Regions from separate parts of the Ovis aries genome. Here region 1 is linked to region 2. Evidence: chromatin contacts called from public Hi-C data. All regions are on one chromosome and are shown on one strand. The core of a region is the stretch at or near the end of the contact, and the rest is flanking DNA. Distances in the headings are between cores, read along the strand shown. Region 1 has its middle 7.3 kb from the start of C15H11orf91. Region 2 overlaps KIAA1549L (KIAA1549 like).

Evidence for each region. Hi-C and Micro-C count contacts between places; a contact is called where the count stands out from the background.
Region 1: a Hi-C map of liver shows a contact between it and region 2, with 4 times the contacts expected there. The contact joins two enhancer-like sites. A contact is called at or near these places in 3 of 16 Hi-C or Micro-C datasets (liver, mixed tissues and tail adipose tissue).

Annotation. Positions count from the first base shown.
Region 1 is chr15:63,131,674-63,135,938 of ARS-UI_Ramb_v3.0, forward strand. No RefSeq gene overlaps it. Among named protein-coding and RNA genes, the nearest start is that of C15H11orf91, 7.3 kb to the right of the region's middle. Within about 2 kb of position 2,113, at least 7 of the 54 cell types and tissues checked have an H3K27ac peak or open chromatin away from gene starts, as enhancers often do. A contact at or near this core is called in liver, where this site is marked.
Region 2 is chr15:63,031,261-63,035,974 of ARS-UI_Ramb_v3.0, forward strand. The region is part of intron 11 of KIAA1549L (KIAA1549 like); the gene reads left to right. Among named protein-coding and RNA genes, the nearest start is that of C15H11orf91, 110 kb to the right of the region's middle. Within about 2 kb of position 1,656, at least 10 of the 54 cell types and tissues checked have an H3K27ac peak or open chromatin away from gene starts, as enhancers often do. A contact at or near this core is called in liver, where this site is marked.

The DNA of each region.
Region 1 (4,265 bases), core at 863-3,362, 100 kb after region 2:
CCTGGACCTGAGAGGGGAAGGGGGCGATTTCATCCCATGTCTAAATCCATGCTGCCATCTAGTGGATCCTGCCCACCACCACCCCCGCCTCACCCCACCACCAAGACAGAAACAAGGATTTTGTGCTGTTGACCAGAAACTTCGATGCAAATTTGCCTGGCAAACCCTAGGAAGGTGAGCATCAGCTGTGTGTCAGGTCGTGAGCTGAGCAGTTTATACATTCTGTGTTAATTCGCAGCCCCAGGCAGGGGAAGTACCATGCATTTTTCAGATGAGGAAAAGGGCTCAGAGAAGTGAAGAACCTGCTTCACTGGAAGAACCACTGAATGGATAAATGAATGAACAAACCAGTAAAGGTGTGCAGGTTTAGTTTATGCGCACCGTTTTCAGAGTTATAGAATGTGGGCACTGCATTCAGACAGACACAGAGATGAGTAATCCTGGGGGCGCGGGGGAAAGATGGCTGGAACAGCTAATGTTTAGTCCTGCTTCTGCAGAAATCCTCCGCCAGGCTCCAGTAGAATATCACCTGATTATAGGGCCTTTGCTGCTCTGTCTCTCCTCTCCTCTGACTTGTGACGTGAGCCCAAAGCCAGCTGGTGAGCCACTCTGATTCTTCCCTTAGGAACTGGAACTAGCAAAGGGTTCCTGTGAGAGGGAACCCGACGTGACTCTCTAGGGGGAACCTGAACTGAGTCGACAGTCTAGGGAGAAAGGCAGGAGGTGTGCAGGTGTGTGGAGTGAGAGGAAGTGGGGGGGGGGGACCAGCTGCCTGGGCTCCTTGTGGCTTCCAGGCCCTGGTGCCAATGGGCCTGAGGCCCATGAGGGGACATATGACGTGTCTAAAAATCCTCCTCTGTTCCAAGGGCCTCTGGTGGGGCGGCAATCTCAGGACTCTGGCCACCCCACCCCAAAGGGGACAGAAACAGACAAGCAACCCACACCAGCCAATCACATTTGCTCTCCAAGGAACAAACATGATTGGAGAGAACAAATGTGGTTGGACCCAAGTGTCCAGTGGCAGCGCCACATTCCTTTCCTCCTAAAGCCCTAGATGCCCCCTTTGTTTCTTTCTCTTGCATTAGTTCCTACTCTCTGTAACCACCAACCCTACCATCATCCCCTCTTGTTATTTAAGTGAGCTGCTTTGAGTGGCCTCTTTCCCCCACCAACAAGAAGAGCCCCTAGAACATGTGATCTTCCAGCTTGGTGTCATGGATGCATTTTCTGGATTCCTTTCTAGCCAGTTTGCCTCTGGTCGCTGTACTTGGATGTGCTGATGCTAGGCTGTGGATGGGATGGAAGCCCTCTCTCTTTGGGGCATCACCTATGGAGGGGCCGAGTCCTTGACCTCATCTGAAGTGGCAGATGTGATGCTGCCTGGGAGAGAGATGGTTGGCCCTCACTAGAAAAGAATCACCCTCTTCCCAAAATTGCCCCCTAGCCATACTCACCCCCATCAGTTTTGTAGAGCCCTGCAGATTCAGGGCTCAGCAGTGAGAGATGAGTCCTAAATAGGATGGAAAACTATGACTATGGTAATTATGACTCTCATCTGAGAAAAATTTCCCCTCTATCATCTTGATTGTTTTCTCCCACCCATGAGAACATGTCTCCATCTACCGGATGATGAGACAGGCTCAGAGCGGTTGAGTAATATTCCCAAGGTCACATATCTGGGTGGTGACAGGCTCAAGATGTCATTGAAAGGAAAAAGCCAGGGTGAGGCACCAGTACAGCCTTCACTTATAGTGAGAGGGAAACTTTAATGCAGTGATGATGTCTGTCTTCCTCCTGCTCCCCAAGAAACCAGGCCCCTGCAGGCACTAGATCCTGCCTGAATCCCTTGGCCATAGTGTAGGGCACAGGTTATTTGGCTGAGGGGGTGGAAGGTTCCCCATCACACTTGAAATCTCTGCTTCTCTCAGGACTAACAATCTGTTGATGGAGCAGTCATGATGCAAATATCTGGTTTCACCCTCTGTCAGATTTGCTGTTCCATCTAGCTCAAACAAGTTACCGCTGGAGAGAATGAACGTCAGTCCCCCACCCATGGGCTGTTTCCTCTGTTCACCCTCTACACTGATGCCCTGAGAGTACAAGCTGCTAATCTGATTGGCTGAGGTCCAGGACATTCCCTGGGCCTTGCATCATCAGTGGTTGAGACTCCATGCTCCCACTGCAGGGGGCACAGGTTGGATCCCTGGTTCAGGGGAACTAAGTGTCATGGATGCATTTTCTGGATTCCTCTCTAGTCACTTGGCCTCTGGTTGCTGCACCTGGATGTGCTGATGCTCGGCTGTGGACGGGATGGAAGTCCAGTGACAAAAAAAAAAAAAAAGCCTGCCTTCATGAGCAGATATCACTAGGCTCTTCTTTCCTACCTCTTCCATGTGGGTAACTAAGTGGGCAGACAAACCAGAAGCAGCAGGGGGCTTCAGTCATACCTTCAGCCCAACTCTGAATGTTCCAAAGCAGCTTTCCTTCTAGCTCAGCTATCAGTGATTTTTCCTGTTTATCTGGCGGTGTGTTAGTAAATGTTTAACAACCAACTTTTTATGGAGGTTGGAAAGGGTAGAGAGGACAAGAACAATCTGCATTTGTACATTTGCCAATTTCCATAGTGTAAATACTCTCACTGTGGCCAGTTTCAAACCATCAACACGGACGTTACTCAGAAGGAATGTAACATTAGTACACTGTTATACAGTATTTCCACCATACAGACCCAGGAGCCATAAATACCTTTAAGAGCACGGGTAATTGTGAAATGGAGCAAATAATTAGGGAGTGCTGAATTTTGAATATTTATTACCTTCATTTTTAATATTGTTTGCTTGTAAGTTGATAAAAGTTAATTTTTAACAAGGGCTGTTTTTACAACCGGCTTACAAAATTCCTCAAAATTTAACCATTGGCTTTCATGAGCTGTTCCAGCTGGCTCCAGCATGAGCCAGCCTGCATTTATCTATTATTCCGTGCATATGGTGTTTGCTTCACCTGGACCCTTATCTTGTTTTCAATTGCCAAGCATCCTTCTCTTTGCTATACAGCCTCTTCCATTCCATTCTGTTCAGGACGGACTGAGAATCACAGGACCTGCCTCCTCCACCATCCTGATAACAGGACGTGTGGCCAAAGCCATGGGATGAAGGGACAAGCGATGGGGCTGAGTGTGGGCATTCCTGGGACCTTGACTGTGATACCATAAGACTGTCAACTCATCTTCAACATTGGGAGACAACTCAGCCCACTCCCAAACTATGTCCTCCCGGTATTGAACCTAACGTTTCCTTCTGGTGACTCACTAGGGCTTCCCCTATGTCTGTGCTATGAACACTGCAGGAAGGCCTGGGAGAACCTTGATAAGCCTGACTTCTAATCCTCACTCTGCCGTTGCCTAGCCCTGTGCCCAGGGGTGGCGGAGGGTGTAAGTCACTACACCTTTCAGAGTCTCTGTCCCCTCATTTGTAAAACATGCCAAGGATGGTTCCTATATCACAAGGTGCTAGTAAGAATTATTATTTTTTGCCATGCCACAGGGTTTTCTGGACCTTAGTTTCCTGACCAAGGATTGGACCCATGCCCCGTGTGGTGAAAGCATGGAGTCCCAGTACTACTAAGAAGTAGACTGTTCATGTTAACTGCCTCCCTCTGTGCCCAGGATGCACTTAATTGGTGGCCAGTTTTATGAGTTTGGATGGATGGGGGTGGGGGGCAAAGGAGGCTCTGGGGAAGAAATGGGAAATGGGCCCCCAGGCAGCTCTGCCCTCCTTGAGCTTGCTACTGAGTTTTCCTGACTCTCATTAAGAGTCCCCAGCTCCCCTCACTGGACTTGCCAGCCTGAAGTTTTCTAGAACAAGGGAGCTTCTCTTGCATCAGCCAGCTTGGGGTAATGGGAATCTAGCTTCCTCCTAGTGAGGGAAGACAGGACCTGGAATGCCCAGGATGGGAGAACTCCCAGGGGTTGTGAATTCTGGGGTTGTGAACTGCCACAGTTGTGAATTCTGGGGGACTGTCCAGACTTTGCTCACCCTATACTGGGTTTTGGAAACACTGAAATTCGTTGCTAAGGTTTAGAAGCTGGAGGCTTTGGCCTGACATTGGGCCCACACTCCTGGCTGTGGGCAGCAGTGGCTGAAATGCCCCTGTAGTCAGGCAGCAGCTCTGTGGCTGGCCAGCCTCTGCCTGGCTCCCGGTACCCATGCCCAGGATCTCCAGCTGGGCTTCACAGACATGCACATTTGTGTCCTCAAGTTGGTGGT
Region 2 (4,714 bases), core at 406-2,905:
TAAGAATTCACGCCCCCAATGCAGGGGGTCCAGGTTATATTCCTGGTCAGGTAACTAGATCCCACATGCTGCAACTAAGACAGTCAAATAAATAATTTAAAAAAAAGAAAAAAGGCTGCATAATGACCAAGCTGCAGAGCCTTGGCAGGGCAGCTGTCAAACCCCAGTTCAGTGGCTCCATTGAAGGCTAGCGGGGGGCTCCATCCACCATCCACAGCCTCCACTGGGCTGCACCATCCCCCTCCAGTGACTGGGAGAGGGGCAAACAGGAAATTCCAAAGGCTACTTTTCCAGTCGGACTTCCCTGGCGGCTCAGGAGACCCAGGTTTGATCCCTGGGTCAGGAAATGGCAACCTACTCTAGTATTCTTGCCTGGGAAATCCTATGGACAGAGGAGCCTAGCAGGCTATATAGTATGGGGTCACAAAGAGTCAGACACGACTGAGCAACTCAACAATAACAAGTTTTCTGATCATGTAGCTCCCTTCACCATAGTCCCCAAAAGGAATATAATAACCTCTACTACCCAGATTATCATATAATGTTTAAATAATGTCTTACAATATCCTGGGCTCTTCTAGGTCTGTCACCTTGCTTGCTCATCACAGTAGTCCTATGAGGTAGGTCATAGTCAGGGCAGCTCTTATTATTTTCATTTTACTGCAGAGAAACTCAAAAGAATGAGAGACAGTGGGACTTATCCACAGCAGAGGGGGGCACTCAGGTCCATACCTGAGTCTTTGGGCTTTGTCTACATTATATACCATCCTAAACCCTGACACTTGGTGGGTAGAACCCTCCTCCAGCCCCTAACCTCTGCACTTGTTCGGCCTAATTCTCTGGGCAGGAATGAAATAGAGAATGGAATTTCACATCCCCCTGGACCGCATGACTTGGTGGTTGTCCTTGCTGGGAGTCACGCATGCCTAGTTCTTCCTGGATGACCATACCTCGCTTCAACAAAAGAAATCAAATGAGTTTGGTTGTTGATTAAACCGAGTCACCTGTTGAGAAGCTGCAGCTTACTGAGACACTCTGTCTAGCGAAGGGTCCAACCCCAAAGAATGTCGTTCTGTGTCTGTTGACACAAAGGAAACCGCTGCCAGGACGCAGCATGATGTTGGTAATTACCCAAGCAGTGAAAAATGAAGCTATTCCAAGAAGGGGTATTTCATTTCCATCTTAGCTCAGTTACAATCTGAGCCTTTCAGACATAACAGTAATTACTAGAATCTAATTGCAGTCAAGTCCAGGAATGCAAAGCACGCCATAGAGGTTGTAAATGCCATCTTCATGTGATTGATGAAGGCAAAATTTTATTAATTTGCTGAGATGAGCTGGGCAGCACGTGATTTCAGCATATCCCCTGGCTGGAAAGCTGTCTGAGGCTGGAACAGATTCATGTTTGTGGGTTTTCATAGCCCCTTTTATGTCCTTGCCCAGCACATTGTGCTTCAAGAGATACCCAGCTGCTGTGGAAAATCAAGCAAATTTATGTTGCGTGAGATGACTGAGTTCACTCTCGGGGGTGGCAGTGGTTGTTTTCTCCCTCATTACTGAGCTGGGCTACGCACTTTGATTTCCAAAGCCCTGTTATCACGGGAAACCAGTGGGGCGGAACTGCCTCTTTCCTACCGCACTGCTTCTGCTGGTGCAACCCGGGGACACGGCGGCTTTTGGCAGAGGAGCGAGCCGCCTGCGTCACTTCTCACAACCTGAGTGCATGAGCAGAATTCATTTATTGCCAAGGGACGAGGCGGGAAGAGAAGGTCAGCTATTGCCACCAACCCAGAGACGGGGAGGATGGTCTCCTAGTCTCCAGGGACACCATTGCATCTGTAAGAATGTTGGCTGTGGAGCCAGAGGACACGGCTGGGGACCTTTGCTGAGCCTCACTAGTAGACCCACAGGCTCGGAGGAGGTGAGTGTGGCTGTCTCAGAGCCGAGATCAGGCCGTACCTGCCTGCTCCCTTCTTTAGAGACAAGGTATCAATATCACAGATGTAACCCTGTCACCACTGCTGTCAGCCAGACACGGGCAGAAGGTTAAAAAATGATCAACACAGGAGGAGAGTGGGGTGTCCTGCCTTTGTCTCCTCCTTTCTTCCTAGTTCACTTTTGCTTCCTCTTTGTCATTGGATTCACAGACTTTCCCCAGATTGTCCCTTCTTATAACTGAAGAGAACATGGCCCCTTGGAACAGGCAACCTGAAGAAAAAGTTGTTAAGGCCATATGGAGATACAAAACGGAGCTTAGAGGGTTGGCATGCCCTGCTCAGGATGGTGCAGTCACCCCCTAAAGATGCCCTGTTCTTTTCTCACATACTATTTATATGTGCCTCAGTTTTCCCCATCTGTGAACTGGGGGTGATAACAGTGTTCTCTTACACTTTGTTGTGAGGATTGAGTTATATGAATTACTTTGAATGTGCCTTGTACAGAATAAACATTATAGGTAAGTTGATTTTTATTATTACACATGTTTCTTAAAAAAAATCCAGGTAACGTATCTACCTTTAAAATTGTTGAGGATTATTTTGATTTGATAATTTTATAAAACTCATTAAAGCAACTATAAATGTTTCATGATGTTGTATTAGCGGTGTTAGGGGTTTCCAGTGTGTGTCCATTGGGCAATTAGTTAATCTCAAGTGATTTTCAAGTTGGAGGTTGAAAGACCACTATCCTGTCAGTCAGAAGAGCAGGGTACAAGTCTTGAGTCTTTCACCACTTAGCTGTGTGGTCTTGAGCAAGTCACTGAACCTCTCTGAGCTTTTGTTTTCTTCCCCATGAAGTGAAGACTGTGCTATTTGCCCAGTTTTCCCCATAAGGTTGTTGTGAGAATGAAACGAGGTGTCAGTGTCTTGCAGGCTGTAAGTACTGAACATGTACAGGGATTCTTGTTAACCTAATAACAAAGGCCACATCTTAAGCTTGTCATTCCTTAATGTCCTTCTGGTCAACCATCATCAATTCAGTCCCCTGCAGTAGCCAGTGCAGTGTGAAGGGTGAGGAACCAAAGAAGGTGGGAATGAGGGGGACAAGCCAGCACCAGCTTGTCCTCCTCACTAGGTTCTTAGCTGCTGCTGCAGACTGCCGATAGCTCACACCCAGGCCAGGAGACTGAAACCAGGAGCCAGGCGAAGTGTGGTGGGAGATGCGCAACCTAGGTGGCAGGCTGCAGAAAAAGAGAGAAGGCTGTGGGGCGAATCATCACGCAGTGGTTGGTGTTCTGCCTCTGGCCCCTGTGGTCCTGGATTCGTATCCTGGCTCCACTATAGACCAGCTGAGTGAGTCTGGGGAAACTGATGAACCTCTCTGAACCTCAGTTTCTTCATCTTTAAAATGGAGAACCATAACAATACCCAGCTCCTTGAGCTACAATGAGGATGAAATGGCATAACTCATGTTATGTGTTCAGTCTTGTACCAATGATACCAAGTGAAACTGAAACTGTGAGCTTCTTGAGGGTAGGGGAGCCAGGTATTATTCACCTTTATATTTCCAGCGCCAAGCACACTGCCTGACACAAGCCAATGCCCAATAACTAGAGTTGGAACAAAAGTGAACAGGATGATGGGAGGATAAAGGTAGAGCAGAAAAGGGACCAAGAGGAGATGAGACTGGACACGTGGGTTCACACAGAATTCCAGGGTCTTGAATGCCTTGCCAAAGAGTTTGGGTGCCAGAGAGAGTTTTTAATGAGGGAGTGATGACCCGATGAATTTCTAAGGGAGATAACTTTGGAGGATTGCCAAGGATGGGTCTGGAAAGGAGCAGAATCGAAATTACAAGACCATGGCAGAGTCAGTACAGCAGTGGACCTGGGGAGAAGAGGTCAGTTTCCAGAAACATTTTGGTTGAGTTCAACTGGTGATTAATTGTATATAGGAGAAGCAGGAGAGTCAGTATTCTAGGAACATCAGCAAGTCATGGGATGCCATGTCTCCCTCCAAGGGATCTTCCCCATCCAGGGACTGAACCCACATCTCCTGTGTCTCCTGCATTGCAGGCAAATTCTTTACTGCTGAGCCACTGGAGAAGCCCTTGGCTATACCACAGACAGCTTGAAAAAGGAAGCTTTTCTGGATTTAGCAATAAAACTCCCTCCTATTCTGAGACATGATGTGATGGGTTGGGCCATGGTCTTAGACCATTTAATCCGGCCTTCCTGTTACAGTTCTTGACTAAGTAAGGTGCTAAAAGAGGAATGTCTGATCATATCAAGTTCTGATAGAACCCAAATGATAGAGGTTGAGTTTCACCCCAAATTTTCTTAAAAGGATCGCTGATGTCCGTTTCACCTGGCCAATGATTTAGTAGGCAGGAAAACAATTTGAACAAATAACGATTGAGCACATACTATGGGTCAGGTACTTAGCTAAATGCTGGGCTTGAATTTACTCATCTAATCTACACAGCGTCCCTTTGAGGTGGTTAAATTCACTGTCACAGACATACACGTTTGATCCTGCTCATACTATATTCTCTCCATGTTACAGGTGAGGAAACATGTACAGAGAATCTCAGTAACTTACCCAAGGTCACACAGCTAATATGTGTCAGAGACAGGATTTGAACCCAGGCTATCTGTTTTCAGAGTTGCTGCTCCTAGCCACCCCATTGTCCTGCCTCAAATCCGTGTTGTGCTGCTTTGGGGCATAGAGCAGAATAGAGACGCTCACAGGAATTGTTTAAACATGCTTCTTGGTTT